Regions from separate parts of the Mus musculus genome. Here region 2 is linked to region 1. The links are chromatin contacts, called in public HiChIP or PLAC-seq maps. All regions are on one chromosome and are shown on one strand. Each heading gives the region's core, a stretch centred on a gene start, on an enhancer-like site or on the middle of the called end of the contact. The rest is flanking DNA. Distances are from core to core; before and after follow the strand shown. Region 1 overlaps Lamc3 (laminin gamma 3). Region 2 has its middle 40 kb from the start of Fam102a.

Region 1 (3,438 bases), core at 628-3,127:
GAACTCACTCTGTAGACCAGGGTGGCCTCGAACTCAGAAATCCGCCTGCCTCTGCTTCCCAAGTGCTGGGATTAAGGATCTATGCTACTATGTCCAGCATATTTTCCTCTTAGAATAAAAGAAAAAAAAAAGATCTGTTTGGAAGCTGGAGAGATGTCTCAGCGGTTAAGAGCATGAATTGCTCTTCCAGGGGACCTGAGTTCAGTCTCCAGCACCCACATTAGGTGACTCACAGCCTCCTACGCTGCAGCTCCAGGGAACCTGACTCCCACTTCTCCACCTCTGAGGGCGCCTGCACTCACATGCACACACAGACACACACGTACACACATAGCAAAGATAAATAACTCTACCTGTGGCAGCTAGACAGTGTAGGATCCCAGAAGCTGGAGTCAGGTATGAGCTGGCCCGTGTGGGTGCTGAGAACTGAATTCTGGGCCTGTGCAAAAGCAAAAGACGCTTTCCACCCCTCTAGCTCACAGTTTTCCTCTTTAGCTCTGGCGATCAAACTCACTTTAGAGATGTGGAGACAGATCCAGAGAAGTCAGCTGATTCCCTCACGGAGGACACATGATAAGAGGCAGGATTGCCCACTCCCCGCTGTGTTGTCTGTATGAGAGGCCTTTGCCCATCCTCCTACCCGCACCACAGGTGTAACTGATGTGTGACAGGAGTCAAAACCCAGAGTGTCCCTGCTGTTGCTGCAGCGGCAAGTGGCTGGAGACCCTCGAAGCAGGCAGGGGTGTGGTCTGGGCACCAGCACTTGTGTGTGCTCACAGTGACAGTCATGCCAATTCATACAGCCACAGGGACACGGCCACCAAGATCGAAGCTACCTCGGAAAGGGCCCTGCTCGCCTCCAACGCCAGCTATGAGCTCCTGAAGCTGATGGAAGGCAGAGTGGCCTCGGAAGCCCAGCAGGAACTGGAGGACAGGTGAGGTCTCCATGGTGTGCAGAGAAGCTTGGGCTGAGCGTCCAGGAGCCTGTAAGAACCAGCTAGAGGCTACTGCTTCCAGAACCAGCTCCCCGTCGGTCCTTCCTATCATTCAAGTCTCCGCTGTCAATGGCATGTAATATACAGTATTAATTACCCTCCTAGTTGCTGTAACAAAGTACCTGATCTGAAACAACTAAGGGAGGAAAGGTTTCTTCTGCTTCCAGTCCAGGGAGGTCTTCCATCATTCTGAGAGAGCTTGGGCTTAGAATCACAGCGTGTGCCCCAACAAGCCAGGTTCAGCTATTTATCCTTGGATGAGAAGGCCGAATTAATAGTGAAAAACATAAGAAGGAGACTTATCAACATGGCCACACTGGAAGGAGGGACAAAGATACGCAGTGGGGAACTCCTTGCTGTTCCTGTCGGTTTGTCTTTAGGCAGCTGGGAGGCTAATGTTTAAGCAGTCCTGGGCAAGGTGTGGCCTGCCCATCGGAGACTCATCATGATTCTGGTTGCTGTCATTTTCTTGTGATCTTCTGGGGGAAATGCTCTGCCTCTGGCTGGTTCAGGAGATAGGCTTTCTCCTGAGGGAATTCTTTGTTTGTTGGTTTGTTTTTGGTATTTGGTATTTGAGGCCTGGTTTCTGTATGTAGCCCTGGCTGTCCTGGAACTCACTCTGTAGACCAGGCTGGTCTCAAACTCAGAGATCCTCCTGCCTCTGCCTTCCAAGTGCTGGGATTAAAGGTGTGTGCCACCACTGCCCGGCTCCTGAAGAAATTCTAATTCCTGGAATCCAAGGTTTCTGTAACTTGATAACATATCTTCATCTCTGCTGGGCCGGTTATCCATGGCTTCATGCAGGGAAGGCATGGGGCAAGAGCAGGATGTGGGCTGGCAATGTTGTACCTACAATCCAGAAGCAGAGAGTGAGCAGGAAGTCCTCCTCATAAAGTTACCCACTTCCTCTGGCAAGTCTCCACCTCCTCAAAGCTAACTCCTCAATGACACTACATGGGAACCACCAAGTGTTTGCATACATGCTCCCATGGGGGCCATTTTATATCCAAACAGCAACATATGCCAAAGGTCGGCAGCAAGAGCATGGTCAACCAAGATCACAGCCTATGCCACTGGTCTTCTATTCCCCCCCCCCCCACACACACACAGGTAGCTCTCTCTGCAGCTTGCCAAGAGGATCTAAGGGTCTGCAGAATGTGTGATTCTCAGGTGCACCCTAGCCTGGGCAGAGAAGCATGGGAATAAGGGAATGATGGGTCTGCTCATCTGAAAGCTTCAGAGACTGGAGAGAGGGCTCGGCTGTCAGGAACACTTAATGCTCTTGGAGAGAACTCTTGGGCTCACAACTGCCCCCAACTCTAGCTCCAGGGCATCGGATGCTTCTTGTCTCTGCCCCCAACTCTAGCTCCAGGGCATCGGATGCTTCTTGTCTCCCTGGACACCTACACTACACTCACAGGCACACACACACACACACACACACACACACACACACACGGCCGGAAAGCTGCAGAGTCACAGCCACTTTCCCAGGCCAGCTGCTGGGTCCTGACCTGCACGGGGCGAGTCCGACCTTTGCAGATCAACAGCTCCAGCCAACAGCTTTGAGAGAGATGGACGGGGGTGGGGGTGGGGGGGGGCATGTCCTGCACCCTGTTCTGTGCCTCATCCTGACCTCTTTCCTCCCAGGTACCAGGAGGTGCAGGCAGCTCAGACTGCCCTGGGCATAGCTGTGGCAGAGGCGCTGCCCAAAGCTGAAAAGGCACTGGCCACGGTGAAGCAAGTCATTGGTGACGCAGCCCCACATCTAGGCTTGCTGGTCACCCCTGAAGCAATGGTCAGTTCAACATCCCTGGATCTCCTCGTTGGGTGGCAGTAAAGGTTCTAAATAATGGAGCAGCCAGAGGGCCAGATGGAGGCGGGAAGGGCTTCTCGTTAACTGGGAAGTGGCCTGTTGAAACAGGAGGGGTTCTGCCAGTCTTCCATCCCAAGGCTATAACTATGACATGAACAAGGACATCAGAGGGATGGGAGTGATGTGTGCCCCAATTCCCACTCCAGCAGTGACCTTGACCAAGGATGTCCCTCCCTGAGTTCTAGCCACTAGTAACCCTCTATCCCTTGGACTCACCCTCCTGTGGCTTAATTTTAGAGGTGGGAGCTGGAAGGGATCTAGGCAGCCGAGCATTGAACACTCCTCATCCTGCCTAGCTTGTCTGTTGGGGAATCCTGAGCTCTCCAGCCTCAGAAACCCGGCTTTAGTAGAGCACTAAGCCAGCTGTTGGTGCAGCACCTGGGGAGAGTGTGTGCACAGCATGCACAAGGCCCTGGGCTCCACCCTCAACACCAAGGAAGTAAAAGCCAGAAAGAAAGCTATCCAAGTGCGGTTGAGACAGAGGCTGCCTGCGGCTACCGTCTCATGGCTTCCCTTGCTTTCTTTACATGCAATAACCTGGATGACCCAGATACCACTGAGAGCTCG
Region 2 (3,466 bases), core at 604-3,103, 570 kb after region 1:
GCGCAGACCACAGCTCACGGATTCCAAGAGAGGCTCACTTCCTCGGCATTAGCACGTCCTGTGGCATGGCAGGGTGTGTCCCCTCCAACAGCTGGTGGCACACCTGACAGCTACCTTTGTGTGTTTTGTGTGTGTGTGTCTGTGTGTGTGTCTGTATGTGTGTCTATATCTGTGTCTATGTCTCTATGTCTCTCTCTCTCTCTCTCCTTGTGAGTGTGTGTGTCCGTCCCCCTGTGAAGAGTGTGGAAACAAGAAGACAACCTTGGGTGCAGTTCCTCAGGGTCTCTCACTGAGACCTGGGCTGGCATTTTAATTAGATTCTTTGGCCTAATTAACAGGTCCAGAGACCCCCAAGATCTCTCTTCTCTCTGCTTCCCCAGTGCTAGGATCACAAACCCCACCATGCTTGACTTTTTATGTGAATTCTGGAATCAAATTCAGGTCTTTTTGCTTGTGCGACAGGCACCTTACAGAATGAGTCACCTCCCCAGCCTGCCAGTGTCCTCTCTTGTTGGTACATAGGAAAGGGGCACCTTATTCTTGGAGCCATCTTACGCTCCTTGAAGAGTGGCATTCTTCTGATAGGAGAGAAATTTGAAAGGCACCGTGAAAGCAGGGATGGTGGACCATATCTGTAATCCAAAATTCAGGAATTCAAGAGCAGCCACCTCCATTATATACCTATTTCCATGTCAACCTGGGCTACGTGAGACCCTGTCAAAAACAAATAAAACAAACAAACAAACAAACAACAAGAACTGGAGTATAAATGGAGTTCTTTTGTTGATATTTAGCTTTTTTTCTTTTTAAGACAGGGTTTCTCTGTGTAACATCCCAGCTGTCCTGGAACTCACTTTGTAGCCCAGGCTGGCTTCCAACTCTCAGAGGTTCTTGGGCCTCTACCTCCCGAGTGCTGGGATTAAAGGTGCCATTCGGTTTCTAAGCAGTCCTTCCTTATCATGAGTTTAGCTCTTGGTTTGGGGAAATGGGCTCAGAGATGTTAACTTCCTGAATCTCACCCAGCCAGCAAGTGATAGACAGTCCTCAGACCCCAGGGGTGGTCTGACTCCTGAGCAGCAGGCTGCTGCTTTGACTGGCTTGAAAGAAGCCATATCCCATCCCTTGGCCTTAAGGCTCAGTGGGCTCCAGTGGGCTCCAGTAATCTTCTGTGGATGTCACACAGAGAGCTTGGGCTGTGACTCCCACATCCAAGTGGCTAATAGCCACAGGGCCAGGACAATCCCTGGAAGGTGACCCTGGGGTGGAGACAGGGCAGAGCCCTTGCTTCTCCATGCATGCAAGCAACCTGGCAGGGACTCAGCCAACCTGTGTCACAAGGTTCTTCTGCGCTAAAAGTTGGGTCACCAGCATGGGGGGACATGCTGGGGATACGAGGGCCTGAGGGAAACTGTGAACATATCAGGATCTCTCTTTTTGGACTGCCGGGGGAGGGGTGGATAGATATTAAACGCTACAGGAGCAGGATGAAGATGGCGGGGCTCCTGCACAGAGACGAGCTATGAGCTCCTCCAATGTGCAAAGGCTCTTGCCACCGTTCTCGCCAGTCCTAATGACCTTTATTCAGAGTCCAGAGCTGTCAATCCATACTTCTCCAGTCACAGAGCTAGGAGCCCGGCTAAACTACCCAGTAAGTCCCACTGCCTCTCCCATGGTGTCTACGTGTTAAATGGCATTTATCAATTTGGGGCAACAGGCCCTCAAAATAAACCCACATCCTGTTTGTAGTGCTGCCTCAGAGATGAATTTGTGATAACGGGACACCGGGGAACTGATCTCTTCTGTGACGCCCCACCCCCTCTTTCCTTCCTCTCTCCTCCTTCCCTGTCACAAAACCCCAGCAAGCTCCAGCCTGCCTACAGCCCCAGCCCCACGATGTCCTGTGACGTCTGTGGGGCTCTGCACCTCCTGCCTCGATGCCTTGGTTTCCTCCGCTGAGCAGCTGGAGAAGAATGAAACGTGCGCGCGCACGTGCGTGCGCATGCTCACCCACTTCATATACCTAAGGCAGACCAGTTGTGAGGTATCCCTGCAGTCGGCAGACTCTCCATGCTCGGCTTTGTGGGTCTCTGTCTCATTAAGGAAGCTGGTGTAGACAGTTCATACCTTATCTATCATGGCGGCTCAAGCTTTAAACCCCAGAACTCAGGAAACAAAGGGAGGTGAACCCCTGTGATTTCCGGGCCAGCCAGGATTACATAGTGAGACCCTGTTTCAAACAACAACAAACTAGCCGTCCACATTATCCCCCAGGATGCTCAGAATACCAAAGGTGGTGGTGGTGGTGGTGGTGGTGGTGGTGGTGGTGGTGGTGGTGGTGGTGGTGGCGACTCTGGGAGGCGGCTCCTGAGGTTGCCACCCTCTGCCCGCCAAGTGGGCACAATGGTCCTGTGGGCGTTACTGAAAAGGTGAGAGGGCGGTGGGCTAGTGTGTCTGCTCTGCCAGGGGCAGTTTGTCCAACAGAACACCTACTATCTATAGGTGTGCAAGGAGAGAAACGGGAATAGTCACATGGCTGGCTTAGGGATGCTTTTCCAGGTGTGTCAGCCATTAGCCAAGGGAGCCTGATTGAGCCTGATTCTAGTATCCCAGATGACCCAAGACTTCCAGCCCCGTGGCTTAGCAAGTCTGTGCAGTGCAACCGAGCTGGGTGGAGCCTGTGGGGACAGGCAGGTCACTTCTGGTCAGGCTCCCTTAGAGCCCGTGCTGGGGGAAGCAAAAGTCATGTCACAATGACAGAGATAGCAAGTAAGAGCCCAAGGTTCCACCGTGTCCCCCAGTGGTTCCCACCCCTTCAGAAGACTCAGAGCAGCCACTGCAGCATGAAACACCCAGGTCAGACCACAGACCACGCTCAAAGCTCTCCCACATCTCCCCCTCCCCCACTCCCAAGAAACAGAAACAACAAATACCTGTAGCTCTAAGCAGCTAAGTTTTCTTTCTCATTTTATGTGTGTGTGCTGGTGTGCATGTGTTAATAGGCACACTGCATGTATGTAGGCACACATATAGCCATGCATGTGGAGGCTTGAGGTTGATCTCCCATGCCATTCACTAAGACAGGGTCACTCCATCAAACCCAGAGCTGGCTCTAGGCTGTCTTCACTAGCCAGCTTGCTTTGGAGAACCCCTGTCTCTGCCTTCCAAGGCTGAAGTCACTGGTGTGCTGCTACGCTCACTCAGCATTTAACGTGGGCTCTGGGGATTTGAACTCTGGTCTTCAGGCTTGCACAGCAAGCGCTTTAAACAATAACCCAGCTCCTCGGCCCCTCAGCGGCTAAGCTTTGAGATGTGTTGTGCAGCAGTAAAATAGAATCAATCTCTCAGGGGGCCAAAGCAGGAGGATAGTTTCAGCCCTGGAGTTCAGGGTCAACTTGGGCTATGTAGCAAGACCTATGTGTGTGTGTGTGTGTGTGTGTGTGTGTGTGTGTGTGTACAGTACAAATCT

The links. HiChIP or PLAC-seq counts read pairs in DNA pulled down with a chosen protein or histone mark.
Region 2: a contact with region 1 is called in an H3K27ac HiChIP or PLAC-seq map of double positive thymocytes, with 2.6 times the contacts expected there. The contact joins two enhancer-like sites. A contact is called at or near these places in 2 of 115 datasets of contacts at active chromatin or transcription factors (double positive thymocytes and pancreatic cancer cells).

Annotation. Positions count from the first base shown.
Region 1 is chr2:31,927,989-31,931,426 of GRCm38.p6, forward strand. It overlaps Lamc3 (laminin gamma 3), which reads left to right. Exons shown (of 28, transcript NM_011836.4): 21 at 804-935; 22 at 2,646-2,793. Among named protein-coding and RNA genes, the nearest start is that of Aif1l, 21 kb to the right of the region's middle. Within about 2 kb of position 1,878, at least 20 of the 459 cell types and tissues checked have an H3K27ac peak or open chromatin away from gene starts, as enhancers often do. A contact at or near this core is called in double positive thymocytes, where this site is marked.
Region 2 is chr2:32,493,633-32,497,098 of GRCm38.p6, forward strand. No RefSeq gene overlaps it. Among named protein-coding and RNA genes, the nearest start is that of Fam102a, 40 kb to the right of the region's middle. Within about 2 kb of position 1,854, at least 108 of the 459 cell types and tissues checked have an H3K27ac peak or open chromatin away from gene starts, as enhancers often do. A contact at or near this core is called in double positive thymocytes, where this site is marked.